2 separate regions of the Mus musculus genome follow, and region 2 is linked to region 1. A link is a contact called in public promoter capture Hi-C data. All regions are on one chromosome and are shown on one strand. Each heading gives the region's core, a stretch centred on a gene start, on an enhancer-like site or on the middle of the called end of the contact. The rest is flanking DNA. Distances are from core to core; before and after follow the strand shown. Region 1 overlaps Fmn2 (formin 2). Region 2 holds the start of Rgs7 (regulator of G protein signaling 7).

Region 1 (6,877 bases), core at 2,795-5,294:
CCACACAATGCAAATGCAATGTGAGGGGAAATTGCTAATCTCTCAGCTGGAGTGTTTCTCAACATCAGAAAAAGGGAAGATGGATCATTTGAATCCTGTATCATAGGATCATGCATTTACCCAAATGTTTTTACTAAACACAATTTTAATTATAACATTCTAGCTTTCCCTACGATAAAACTTGTTTTTCTTCTCTCCTTCCATTCATTACATGGTTCATATTTACGACTTTATGCATACTTGGCAAATAAACTACTACTGAGACAAAGACTTAGCCCCAAATAAGTAATTGATGTGGTCGTTTAGCTTTTAAATTTTACTCTTTTGGAAAAGAACACAATTCATTTCTCCCACACAACTTCATCTGAAAAATTGGTATCATTTCTACCAATTAGGCTTTGATACTAAACGAGTTGAACACACTGGCTTGGTGCTTGGTGAAATGTTTTAGTGGATAAGTTGGAAAGTTTGAAGGATGTTCCTCTAAGCTGAAAATTTCAGCTTTTGAATCTTAATCAACCCAGAAATTTGAAACTTTTGAGGTGACAGTCACAAATTAGAGTCCAAGTTTTATATTTGTTCCAAAGAAGCTTTAAGTATTCAAACCCCCACTGTCACTCACACTCAGCATGGCTCTTAGTGTTTTCTACTCTAAACCTCTCTGTGACATCATCCAGCAGGTTAAACCTAGCTGCAAGGGAATCTTTAAGTGTCATTTTCTTCCTATTTCTACAAACAGAAGAAGGGAGCATTTAGTTGGGCAGGCCAATAATTGCAACAGTATCTAGAGCGGACTCCACTCAAGAGATTGTTCTAAGCAGTTCAGCCCCAGTGTGTGAGAACTGGTTCCAAGATGCTGTGGCTCTGAAGGAGGCAGACAGCTTGAGGATCACAATTTATTAGATACTTAGTCACAGAACTGAGGTCCTTGGAAGCAGCAGAAACAACGAATCCCCTTGATTAGAGTCAGAAGTAAAGTTGTGTATACTGGTGAAGTCAGATGTGGCTTTATCCGAGCAAGCGTACAACTGGCTTATTTCACACTAATATTAATGCCAGGGACATTCCTAGCATTAAAGCCCAGTCATAAAGCTCCACATACCACTCCAATAGTCTTGTCTCTTATAGTGTGTTGGGAAACTCTAAGGGAAGGCTGATGAGGCTTACATAAGAATAATCAGGATATCATAACCCAACATGGCTGCCGCCATGTCAAAGTGAACCCCTCCAGAAGACTTTGCCTGCTACCAGTTACCTTGTGAAATATGACTTTTTTTTAACCTCTTACTGACTGGCTATATAATTACAAATTTTAAAATATTCCCTGTTGCTGCTACTATAATTCCTACTGTCACTAGCTTTGAGTATGTTTGAGTAATGGTCTATGAATATGTGGCCATAAATCTTTGTTAGGACTATAATAGCTGTTACAGTGTGTAGCCATTATAACAAAATCATTTTCTTCTTTCACTTTATTTTTCCAGATGACCAGTGATTTTATTCTAGTTTTACTATATTTAAATTGATGATAAAAATGGATAGCTTAATTAATAGCATTTAAGTATTGGGTTTGGGAAGTCTCTTCTGTAATTTTTTTTTTTTTACTGCATTTCACTCATCAATAAACTTACACTTTTACTTTCTCATTTGTTTATTTTGTGTGTGTGAAGGCACATGAATGTCACAGTGTGCTCGTGGAAGGAAGAAAGCAACTGACATCAGTAGGCTCCCTCCTCCTAGCATGTGGGTTCTGGGGATCAAATGCAGGTTGTTGGACTAGCTAATAAGTGCTTTTACTTGCTAAGCCATCTCACTGGGTCTTCAAGGAACCTTTTTATAACCACTAGTGGAAATGGATAAGAACTCTGATTAATATTTAGAAGCCACATTTACCAGCATACAAGGAAAATGAGGATACTACACATTTGAGTAATGTGGTGTGAAGAAAAAAAAGCTGAATGGTCAAGGACTTGTTTAGGCGAGTTTCAGTGTTAGAGTTTCTCATTTTGGTTATGTTACTTTTGTTTGATAACATTCTAACTATAGCATGGAAATTCGTACAATGGTCAAATTGGGAATAAAATAGGGTAAATAAAATAAGGATATCTTTTACCATGGACTACATAGAAAATATATTACACCACTTGTATATATTAATATTATGGCCTTTTGTGTAGATATTGTTGAAAATAATGAAGTAAGGATTTACATGTGTGCCTAAGTTTATATAAATCATATGTATGCTTAACATTTGCCCATTCAAAATGTCTATCTCTATAACTTTTGGAGAACCATCAGTGAACACTTTTTGAAATGCTTTGAGTAAAATATTAAAATTGTAGAAAATGTGATAATAAGATTATGATATACATTCATAATATATATGCCCATTGTTTTGTGTGTCAATAACCTATCACTTATTCTTATTGGAGACTCTTACCACTTCTAAAAGCTAGTGATTGCCTTTAATATTCAAAGGTAACTTCCAGAGCCTTTGGGAGAATGCCCTAATAGCATCAATAGCATAATCAATAGCAATAGCATAGTCAGGAAGGCAAAGATTTATCTTGTAGAATATTCTTCCCTGTTCAGGGGTACTATTCTAATTTTATTTCTGTTATTGTGATAAAATACTCTTACCACAATCGAGTCATTGGAACTATTCTAGTTTTATTTTTGTTATTGAGATAGAACACACTTACCAAGACCAAATCATCAGGGAGAAATAACATATGCCTTGTAATTTTGGGTTACAGTCCATTATCCAAGAGAACTCAAGGCAGAAACCTGAAGCAGCGAGTCAGGATGCACCCCCAGTTTGGAGCAGAACATCCATTCATTTCTCTCTTCTCTGCTAGCTTTCTTTACTTATCTACAGTTCAGGGCCCTATCAGGGTGGGTACTTCATCCCACATCCATGAAAGTAACCAAGGCAACCACACATAGACTTGTCCACCGGCTGACTTGATTTAGGTACTTCCTCTTTATCACTCTTTTCCCAGGTGATTCTAGGTTGTGATAAGTTGACATTTAAAACTAACCTTCAGTGTCACCCATCCTCGGTGGCATTGTATAAAGGTGAGACAGACAAAGATTTTAGGAGCCAATGGGAGTATGTCTGAACCACTTTAAAATCCAAGGGTAGAAAAGGGGGTACACCCTGAAATTACCGTAAAATCTTTCTGTGGCAGGATATTTCTGGAGGCAGTCCCAGTGTGACTTTGTGTAATTTTCCCATTCCTCTTTAGATATTTGTATTTTTCCACTGTCTTACTAATTGTGGCTGCCCTTGTCTCTTAGGAAGTTTTCGATGTGAAGTCTGAAGGACAGGCAACTGTAATTCAGCAACTGGAACAGACCATCGAGGATCTACGCACAAAAATAGCTGAGCTAGAGAAGCAATATCCAGCCCTGGACTTGGAGGGACCCAGAGGCCTCTCAGGACTTGAGAATGGATTGACAGCCTCTGCAGACGTCAGTCTAGATGCTCTTGTATTGCATGGGAAGGTTGCACAGCCTCCAAGGACTCTTGAGGCAAAATCAATACAGACTTCCCCAACAGAAGAAGGTAGAATCCTGACATTGCCACCTCCAAAGGCACCACCAGAGGGTCTTCTGGGGTCCCCTGCAGCTGCAAGTGGAGAGTCAGCCCTTCTAACCTCACCCTCTGGACCTCAGACAAAATTCTGTTCAGAGATTTCTCTGATTGTGTCTCCAAGGAGAATATCAGTACAGCTGGATGCCCAACAGATACAGAGTGCATCACAACTACCACCACCTCCTCCTCTCCTTGGGTCTGATAGTCAGGGACAGCCCTCCCAACCTTCTCTGCATACTGAGTCAGAAACCAGCCATGAACATTCTGTTTCCTCCTCCTTTGGAAACAACTGTAATGTCCCACCCGCACCACCTCTGCCTTGTACAGAGTCCTCCAGTTTCATGCCTGGCCTGGGCATGGCAATTCCCCCACCTCCCTGTCTCTCTGACATAACAGTGCCTGCTCTGCCCAGTCCTACAGCCCCAGCCCTACAATTTAGCAATCTACAGGGACCAGAAATGCTGCCAGCCCCTCCCCAACCTCCTCCTCTTCCTGGGCTAGGAGTACCCCCTCCTCCCCCTGCCCCTCCTCTCCCTGGAATGGGAATACCTCCCCCACCTCCTCTCCCTGGAATGGGAATACCTCCCCCACCTCCTCTCCCTGGAATGGGAATATCTCCCCTACCTCCTCTCCCTGGAATGGGAATACCTCCTCCCCCTCCTCTACCTGGAGTGGGCATACCCCCTCCTCCTCCTCTTCCTGGAGTGGGCATACCCCCTCCTCCTCCTCTTCCTGGAGTGGGAATACCCCCTCCTCCTCCTCTTCCTGGAGTGGGAATACCTCCTCCCCCTCCTTTACCTGGAGTGGGAATACCCCCTCCTCCTCCTCTTCCTGGAGTGGGCATACCCCCTCCTCCTCCTCTTCCTGGAGTGGGAATACCCCCACCCCCTCCACTTCCAGGAGTGGGAATACCCCCTCCCCCTCCTTTACCTGGATCAGGCATACCCCCTCCTCCTGCTCTACCTGGAGTTGCTATTCCTCCACCACCTCCTCTACCAGGTATGGGGGTTCCACCTCCCGCCCCACCTCCCCCTGGGGCAGGCATCCCCCCACCCCCACTGTTGCCTGGCTCAGGTCCTCCACACTCCTCACAAGTTGGGAGTAGCACTTTACCAGCAGCACCTCAAGGGTGTGGATTTCTTTTTCCTCCATTGCCCACTGGCTTGTTTGGATTAGGGATGAATCAGGACAGAGTGGCTAGGAAGCAGCTGATCGAGCCTTGCCGGCCAATGAAGCCTCTCTATTGGACAAGAATTCAACTCCATAGTAAAAGGTAACCCAAAAGCAAGCTTGGACCTTTGGTTTCTTTCCACCAGGGGACACTTACTGTAGAACTTCATGGGAAAGTATAATTAAATGAATTATATATACAACTATAAAACATGTAAGATTTTAACATCAGTGTTTCCTGGAGCAATTATTTAACCTTTGCAGACTTTTCTCCTACAGTATCAAAGGTAGAAAAAAAATGGCATTTTTACATCTCTGTCTGAGATTAAATTATATCTATTATACTGGTTTATTTTTTTGTTGTTTTAAGGATAGAGGGGTCTATTTTTCTTAGCATACATGCTTTTGCCTGTAGTTGCAGGTCTTGACTGCCCCATATGCTCAAACCATCTGAAGCAAGGCTTGCCTGTAAAAGCACCCAGGGCAGAGAAGCAGGCATGTTTGTGCCATAAATAGCGTACACTCTTTGCTTTTGCTAATAAATTATTATCAACCAATTGCAAGAATGTAAACAGAAAACATAGGCAAACTGACTCTATGGGATGAACTCGCATTAGGATTCTGTCTTGTTCATAAAAAGTCTTTCTTGAGAAACACACCACCTGAAACTATATGTAATTTATGTGTATTAAGTAACTTACCTTTGAGAGTGCCCTGGGACTTCTGGGGGACAAGGCCAAGTCACACCATCATGGTTGGGAATGGCCATTGTGAAGTAAGACCTTTTCACCCAGGGTGTTCAGGTTTGTCCACATGCAATCTAATCCCCGGTCTCTGAGACTGTGCTGGGAAGCTTGGTCATTAAATCCAGGGAGAAAGGTGCGAAAGGCACCTGCTTTGGATGCCACTGGCTTTTAAAATTCTATTTTATTATAATTCCTTGATGTATTTGAACGAAGGGGTACACATTTAGGAACAAGGTTCCATTGCAATTTTTGTATTGATTTTCCTCTTCACTAAACCTTTTCAGGAGAGGATATTGTTGCGATCATAAAAAGATAAAGGAACATCAAGATAGTTCTGCCGGGGTGTGGTGAGGTGTGGCGGAAGGAGATGTCTCTGTGCGCTGATGCCAAGACATCCCTTCCCCCTGAGGGATCAGCTACACGACCGTGTAGCATAGAATAGAGTTTATTTAGGGCATGAAGAGGGGAGTTAAGAGAGTAGTAGAGGCAGAGAAAGGCAGAGAGGAGAGAGGAGAGAAGTAGAGGCCGGCCATGACCACGTGGAGAGAGGGGGGAAGGGAATGGGGAGAGGAGGGGGAGCAAGAGGGCAAGAGACAAGAGTAAGAGTTAAGAGAGACAAAGAGAGTGAGGAGGGGGCAAGCAGCCACTTTTATAGTGGGCCAGGCCTACTTGGCTGTTGCCAGGTAACTGGGGAGGACCATACCAGAGTACCAACAGATACACTCTATATCCTGACCCCCATTTCTGGTCTATTCTTCATATGAGTGTCTTGCAATTTATATACATTGATTTTTTTTAAAAAAAATAAGATTTATATGTGAGTATTCTATCTGCATGAACACCGGTAGAGGGCATTAGATACCAATAAAAATGGGTGTGAGCTACCATGTGGCTGCTGGGAATTGAACTCAGGACCACTGGAAGAGCAGACAGTGAACCATCTCTGCAGTCCCTGATGAATCATTCTGACCTCTAGTCAAGCCTGCTCTTTCCAAATCCAGGATATGGTGCTCTACTTCATTATTTACATTTTATAAAGGATATTTACGTCTTCTTAGTGGCACAGCACAAACAAGGAGCTACTGAGAAGGGAACTGACAGTGGGCAGGTGGCTGGCAATGTGCCACAAGGGGGCGTTGTCTTAGAAATATTTATCTTTGATAGAGGCTTTTATTTATTTTTATATGCATGTGTATACAGCACATAGGCACAGGTGCTCCTTGGTACTAGAAGAGGCTGTGAAATTGGCTGGAGCTAGAATACTAGGGGGCTGTGAGTGGCCTGATGTGGGTGCTAGGAACTGGGCTCAGATTATCTGGAAGAGGAAGAAGAGTGTTTAATTTCTGAGTCATTTCTTAAGCCC
Region 2 (6,530 bases), core at 392-2,891, 880 kb after region 1:
AAGAAAGGAAGGAAGGAAGGAAGGAAGGAAGAAAGAAAGAAAGAAAGAAAGAAAGAAAGAAAGAAAGAAAGAAAGAAAGAAAGAAAGAAAGAAAGAAAAAGAAATCAAGCTGAAGTTTCCCGTTTCCTAGGGAAGTGAAGAATTCTTACCTTTCTGTACACCAGCATGTTGGGTGATTCGTCCGCCACCCCGTTGCTGGTCTGTCCATAATTATTTCCCTGAGCCATTTCACCCAGAACTTGGTAGCTCAGATACAAGGATGATCAATCTGCCCTGCAAAGAATTAGAGAGCCTCTAGTGAGAGCCTGGTAGTCCTGGGGGGAACAGACATCCGCCAACACACACACACACACACACACACACACACACACACACACACACCTTCATGTTCACAGTACCCAAACCACGGGAAGAATTCTTTCATTTCTGGGATGAGGAGAACACCAGACATGGAGTTTTTCTTTTTTAAAGAAATACAAAGGCAGAAGTTTACATCTGTAGTAGCCCCAGGAAATCTCAACAGACAACCTTCCAGTTCGAAATAGTCAGCTAGCTAAGGTTTTTGTGGACTTCATTTTGTGAATACTCTCTTTTTAAAAGTATTAGGTACTTACTTAAAAACCCCATGGTTGGCACTTCCCTAATACCCACTGTTCTCCCTGGATACTTGCTGCTCCACTTGATGCGGTTCTCCCCAAAGGGCAGAAAGCCAACACCCGCTGCAGCCCACTTTCTCCTAGTAGCCAGCTAGTTTCCCATGGCAGGCGCGACAGAGGCCCCTTCCCCACAAGTGTTCTTTTCAGGCACATGTTTGTTCTCCATTTCTTGGGCTCCCCACACAGCCTGGGCATACATAGGCTTTTCCACTTTCACCTGCTTTCACTGCCAGCCCATGGCTCCTCTGTGCTCCCACCTCGGTGCGCTAAGTCTGGACCTGATCCTGACTAATCTTTGGAAGAAAGCTTCCAAATTAGGTCCAAGCAACCCAAGGCTGATGGGAAGTCAAGCCTTGAGCAATCACCTGGCTCACCTCCGAGAGCAAGCTAACTGCACAAGCCTGGAACAATCAGCCAGAAGAGCAGAGAAATCTGGGTCCCAGCTCATCCTGCTCGGCCCTTGCTCTCGGAGGCAGCAAATGGCAGGCAGCCTTGCCCCTCATCCAGGCACTGGCCACACCGGGCAGCAGTTTCAGCACCGTGGACCGCGGCGTGCGCAGCGCCCCAGCCCGGCCGGCCGGGCGCGCCACTCATTGGGGACCGTGACTCCCGTCGTCGCAGGGCGAGGACCGGGTGCGGGACCAGGGGTCCCGGGGACTCCAGGTGGCGCCGCCTCCTCCCCTTCCGCTCCCTCCGGTTACCTCCTCGGCCAAGGTCACGGCCCCGCGGCTCCCCTCCGGGTGTGCTGAGGGCAGGCGCTGTCAGCTGGCTGCGAGCGGAGCTGCGAGGCAGGGCAGCCTCATCACACTCGCGCTGCTCAGGCCACCGCCACCCTCGCCGCGGTGCACAGGCGGCCCCGGCAGCCGCCGCTCGCGCCCGCTCCCCCGGGCCGCCTCGCTCGTTCCCTCCTCCGCTTCTCCTCCCGGGGACTGGGACCAGTCGAGCGCGCGCGGGAGTCGAGACGCCTGGCCCGTGCGCGCGCGACTGGGAGGAGGGAGGAGGCGACAGTCACGTGGGACAGGGACGCCCGAAGGTGCCGGCTCGGACGGGCTCGGCTTCGCCGCCGCCACACCCCTGGGTGTCCCCGGCCTCCCGACCCCGCAACCCCTCGGGAGCACAGGCCCTGTCCCCCGCGCTGGCAAGCCCACGCGCCGCCGCAGGCCTGGAGAGCCAAACTGAGCTAAGCAGGAGGAAGGGCTTGGCGGAGGGTGGGTGGATGGGTAGGTGGGTGAAAGGGTGGGTGAGTGGGTAAATGGATGAATGGATAAGGCCCCCTGCGGCTGGCAGGTCTGCATCGCGCTCCTGGCGACCCTGCTGGCAGAACTAGGGAAGCAAATGATTGATAATCCTTATGCTTAAGTAACAGCCCAGAGAGATGCTGGAATATCCCAGAAGTGAAAGCAATGGCCAGGACCAAATGACTCATTGGCAGGCCCCCTTCCTCACTCCAGCCTGTTTGCCCATGACTTTCACTGCCTCCTATTAAGTTGGAAATACCGGGAAGGAATTTGGAGGCCTCTACCAAAAGCGAACAATCTCACCACCTGTGACATTGAAGGCCCATGGCTGATGTCTGGCTGGTCTAACCTACTGGGCTCAGAGAAACTTGTCTTTAGTCCTTGTCCTCTACTGGGGTTCACAGAATCACAAAGGGTCTGGGGTTGCTGATACCCCGAACCCCAGAAATTCTTCAGGTTTCCGGCACTAATTTTTCAAGGACTGGGAAGACATTAAAGAAAAAAGTTTTTGTCCTCGTGAAATGTACCCAGCTTTCTGGGACATTAGGAAGTTGTGGGAATCTGAACATCTGAGAAGGCTTCCTCTATAGGACTGAGGATAAAGACGATTTAGCCAGTGTGATTTGTGTGTGTAGGCGGACTAAACCTAAGGCCCCTGCCAATGAGCTGCATCCCATTCACAACCCTCTCTACCAGCACCTTCGTTTGTTTGTTTGTTTGTTTGTTTGTTTTTCACTTTTGAGACAGCGTCCAACCAGGCTGGTCTTAAACTCAGTTTAGCCCAAACAGACCTTAAATTCAACATTCTCCTGCCTCAGCCTTCCAAACAGCTGGGATTACAAACCGGTGGCACCAGAATTGGCTATCCAGTGCCATCTGTGGCTGCTTCTCCAAGCAGGGTAAACCTTAATATAACTGCTATCCAAATATCTGTGGGTACCAGTCACGTTTCCAGCCTCACCCAGGCTCTTTCAGGTGTCATTCAAAGTAGCATTTATCTATCCGTACCCATGTTCTAAATACTACAGGATCACGTTCCCAGGCCAGGTTACCCACAGCCATGTCTGACTTCTCTCCCTACTTTCCATCAATTTCCCCAAATCTTTCCACTGTTAGGGAAATTCTCTTTGTTTCCATTCTCTCCTAATAGTTTCTTGGTGGTCTTACTCTAGCTGAAACCGGCTGCTCTCTCTTCAGCCCCCTGCCTCCCTTCCTTCCTTTCCCCTTGCTCTCTCTACTGTCTGGATACTCATGTGCTTTTAGATATAGATAGATATGGAAAAAGTCACTGGGTGTGCTCACCACTTTGCCCTAAATGAAATGGCCTGAAGGAGCCTGTAAGGATAGTTACAGTTGCCAGGAAAGAACTAAGGAGGAAGATTCAATTCAGGAGACAACTCATAACTCTATCAGTATGCAATATTATATTTATCACCTTACAATTTCCAGGGACTCGCATTATTCAGATCTAGACTAGAAGAAATAGCCTAGATACCACCAAATCCATCTGTATCTTATATTTTAACGTTCTCATGATTCTCAACTGTCATTATTCAAATTAGTCTTACTATTTTCTCTACCATCCATTTATGTACTGTAATATTTTTGTTAAACAAATGAAATTCTTAAATGTGGTACTATATGCATTTTATATGCCAGATGGGACCTTCTGAGCACTAGGCAAAAGACCTACCTATAACCTCATCAACCCCCCAAAGGACATTTAAAAGGGGGTTTTTTGTTTGTTTGTTTGTTTTGTTTCATTTTAAACGTCAAACTTTAATAGTTCCACCAAGAGAAATAAATCTAACTTCAATGGTTTCACCTAGGGAAGGAAGTTCAATTGTATCAATATTTTTGAAATAATAGAAACAGTACCTATTTTTATGAACATCTATTTTTATAAATAATTGGAAGCTTAGGCATCCTAAGTTATTACCCACCGATGCAGGAACCCATTTTTATTCTGAAAGTATTTATTTATTTTTATTTATTTACTGTGAATGGAAGATTCCTATTCTTCTACAAAGAATTTGAACAAATCCAGTAGGTAGCTTTGATCTTCAGGGAGTGTGCAATCAAGTTTGGGGAGAAAAACAGATGCCCCCCTCCCATACCTTCCATCAACCCAATCAACAGGTTCCATGCAGAGCAGCCAGAGTGTTCATTTCAAATGTAACTGCTATGTGATTTCTCTATCCAGCACCTCCCAAAGGATGTAAGCCAGTCAAACTAAAGGGTGTCCTTGAGACACCAGCAGCAGGTAGGGTTAGATGAATATGCGGTTACCATTCTGAATTTCATATGCTAATCTGGTGTCCTCGTTTTCCTTTTTATTGCTGTGATAAAATGGTAAGCAAGACCGATTTGGGGAAGGAAACGGAATATTTGGTGTACAGTCCATCATCAAAGAAAGTCAAGGTAGAAACTCGAGTCAGGAACCCAGAGGCAAGAACTGAAACAGGGACCTTGGAGGAGCTCAGCTAAATGACTGACCTCTGCTGGCTTGCTTACCTACTTTTCCTATACAGTCAAAGGATGGCACCACCCTCAGTGGGCTTAGTCCTCCTACAAAAATGCCTCAAAGAGGTGGCCATAGGCCAAGCTGATGTAGGCAATTCCTCAGTTAAAATTAATCTAGTTGATGTTAGTTGGCCAAAGCTAGCCAGTCCACTGGGCCACTCTGCTCCAGTCATGGGGTCTCCTTGTTTCATGATGCATTTATAAGTGGATAAAGTCCATATTCTGGTGCCACAGGACATTTGCACTGGCTATCCCTCCTATCTGGAATGTTCTGCCCTCAAATGTTGGTGTCATCTTCCATTCTTATCTCAGAAGATACCCTCCCAGTGAGCCTTATTGTGTTAACCCTAATTAAAATAACGCATCCTCCCATGATCCTTTCCTTTCTTACACTGGTTGAATCTGTTTCTTGTGACATGACTGCAGCTTGCTTACAGAGGATGCTGGTATTTCTCCCTTTTGAAAAGTTTAAGACCAATGATGCCACCAGCATTTCCTCTCCTGTTCACTCCTCCAGCCTCAGACATGGAATATCTGTCTGACTGGGAGTAGACCTCTAGTTACTTATGACCTCGACAGTGGGGCAAGAGACCATGAGCACAGCTTACAGACGGGAAAAACAGCAGTCAACAATACTGAACTGAGCTAAGTAGCTTCAAGCCCCATCTTAGAGAAAGCTGACCTGCCCTTCAAACCGGCTTCCTCTGTGTCATCATGGGGAAGAACAGAGGCCCTTCCCATCACACACCCATGTCACAGGGAGAGCTAATTAAATGGTAACATTGAGAGAGCATTTTGATTTTTGAGAAGAGAACTCATTATTAAGATGAGGCTATTTGCTATGTAAAAACAGTGAGACAGGACAAGCAGAAAGTGGAGAAGCCTGTGAAAGGGGCTGCTGTTCTCAGCAGTCCATTGATGGTTTACAGGATAATTGATTTAAAAGCGATATAAGGGAGAGAAGACGCAGGGCTTTAGATCTCTAAGAAATACCTCCTCTGCAATCATCTTACTATTATTTCTAGCACAATAAACTCATTGTGGAATGCTTCCCCACTCCCGCAGTCCCTTTGGTCACTCTGAGGCCATTTTCCTGCTAATTATCCACACCAGCCTCAGACAAAAGAGAAATTAAAACCGAAATTTGTCCTTATTGAGTGTCTGCTCCTTTCTCTTTCCTGCTGAGATGTTTAAATTTCTAACTTAAAGTAATTCCAAAATTACCCAGTTTTCAAATGCTGGCCACTTTCTGTTAATGCACCATACTTGAGCACATGCTACGAATGAGACTCTGAGCGATGTTCAGGATACAACTCGGTAAGTATTGAGAATTAGTAACACAGCCCTAAGGGGATGCTCCCAAAGGCTTTGCCTTCGACTCCTCTGCTTAAAATATAGGAACAGCAAGGAAACAGCCTGACCAGCTTCATCTTCAGTTCTTTCAACTATAAAATACAGTTCATATTCTGGGCCTTCTGTGAAAAACAAAAGTCTCTAATCTGAGGTGCATTTGTCAGTCTTCCATCACTATAACAAATGTCACATGTCTAAGTGTATCAGCTTGGATAAAGAAAAGGCCGGAATGTGCTCCTGACTTCAGAGGTCCAAGTCTAGAATCAGTTGATCCTTTTGCTTTTAGGCCTATAGTGGAGGAATACATCATAGAGAGAGGATGAAGCCCACAGAGCCCCTTGGGTCTCAGAGGTGAAACAAATCCAAGAGGGAAGGCCCTGGCTCCTTCTGAGGTCATTCCCTCAGTGCCACAGACCTCTTTCTCAGTGTGCCCTGCCTCTCACAGGCTTCACCACCTCACAACAGCTGAGTGCTGACGTGTTACCATGCTGATGATGACCATGCTATAAGTGCACAGGCTTTCGAGGGATGCGAATGGTGCCTGCTAAGTCAAGCTTGGGAAGACAGTCTACATTGATGATGCTGTCTCTCACAAGAGAACCTGTGACCTCCCAACCTACAATTGTTTCCTCTGGGAACATGATAGGAGCTGCTATGTCTATAACCACTGAGACTATTAAGTCCATCAGAGAGTGTGTCACACTCAGCATGTGACAACGGGGAGGTAAGAACTATACAGCAAGAGAGAAGAGGAGGTGTA

What was found. Promoter capture Hi-C pulls out the DNA fragments that hold promoters and counts their contacts.
Region 2: a promoter capture Hi-C map of epiblast stem cells shows a contact between it and region 1, with 5 times the contacts expected there. The contact joins the promoter of Rgs7 here to the enhancer-like site in region 1. A contact is called at or near these places in 10 of 39 promoter capture datasets (the 3T3-L1 cell line, HPC-7-derived erythroid cells, cranial neural crest and 5 more).

The regions. Positions count from the first base shown.
Region 1 is chr1:174,605,082-174,611,958 of GRCm38.p6, forward strand. Fmn2 (formin 2) reads left to right here. Exons shown (of 18, transcript NM_019445.2): 5 at 3,301-4,871. Among named protein-coding and RNA genes, the nearest start is that of Fmn2, 110 kb to the left of the region's middle. Within about 2 kb of position 4,045, at least 3 of the 459 cell types and tissues checked have an H3K27ac peak or open chromatin away from gene starts, as enhancers often do. A contact at or near this core is called in epiblast stem cells, where this site is marked.
Region 2 is chr1:175,490,904-175,497,433 of GRCm38.p6, forward strand. Rgs7 (regulator of G protein signaling 7) reads right to left here and starts at 1,642. Exons shown (of 18, transcript NM_001347195.1): 1 at 1,358-1,642; 2 at 150-273. The coding sequence starts at 227.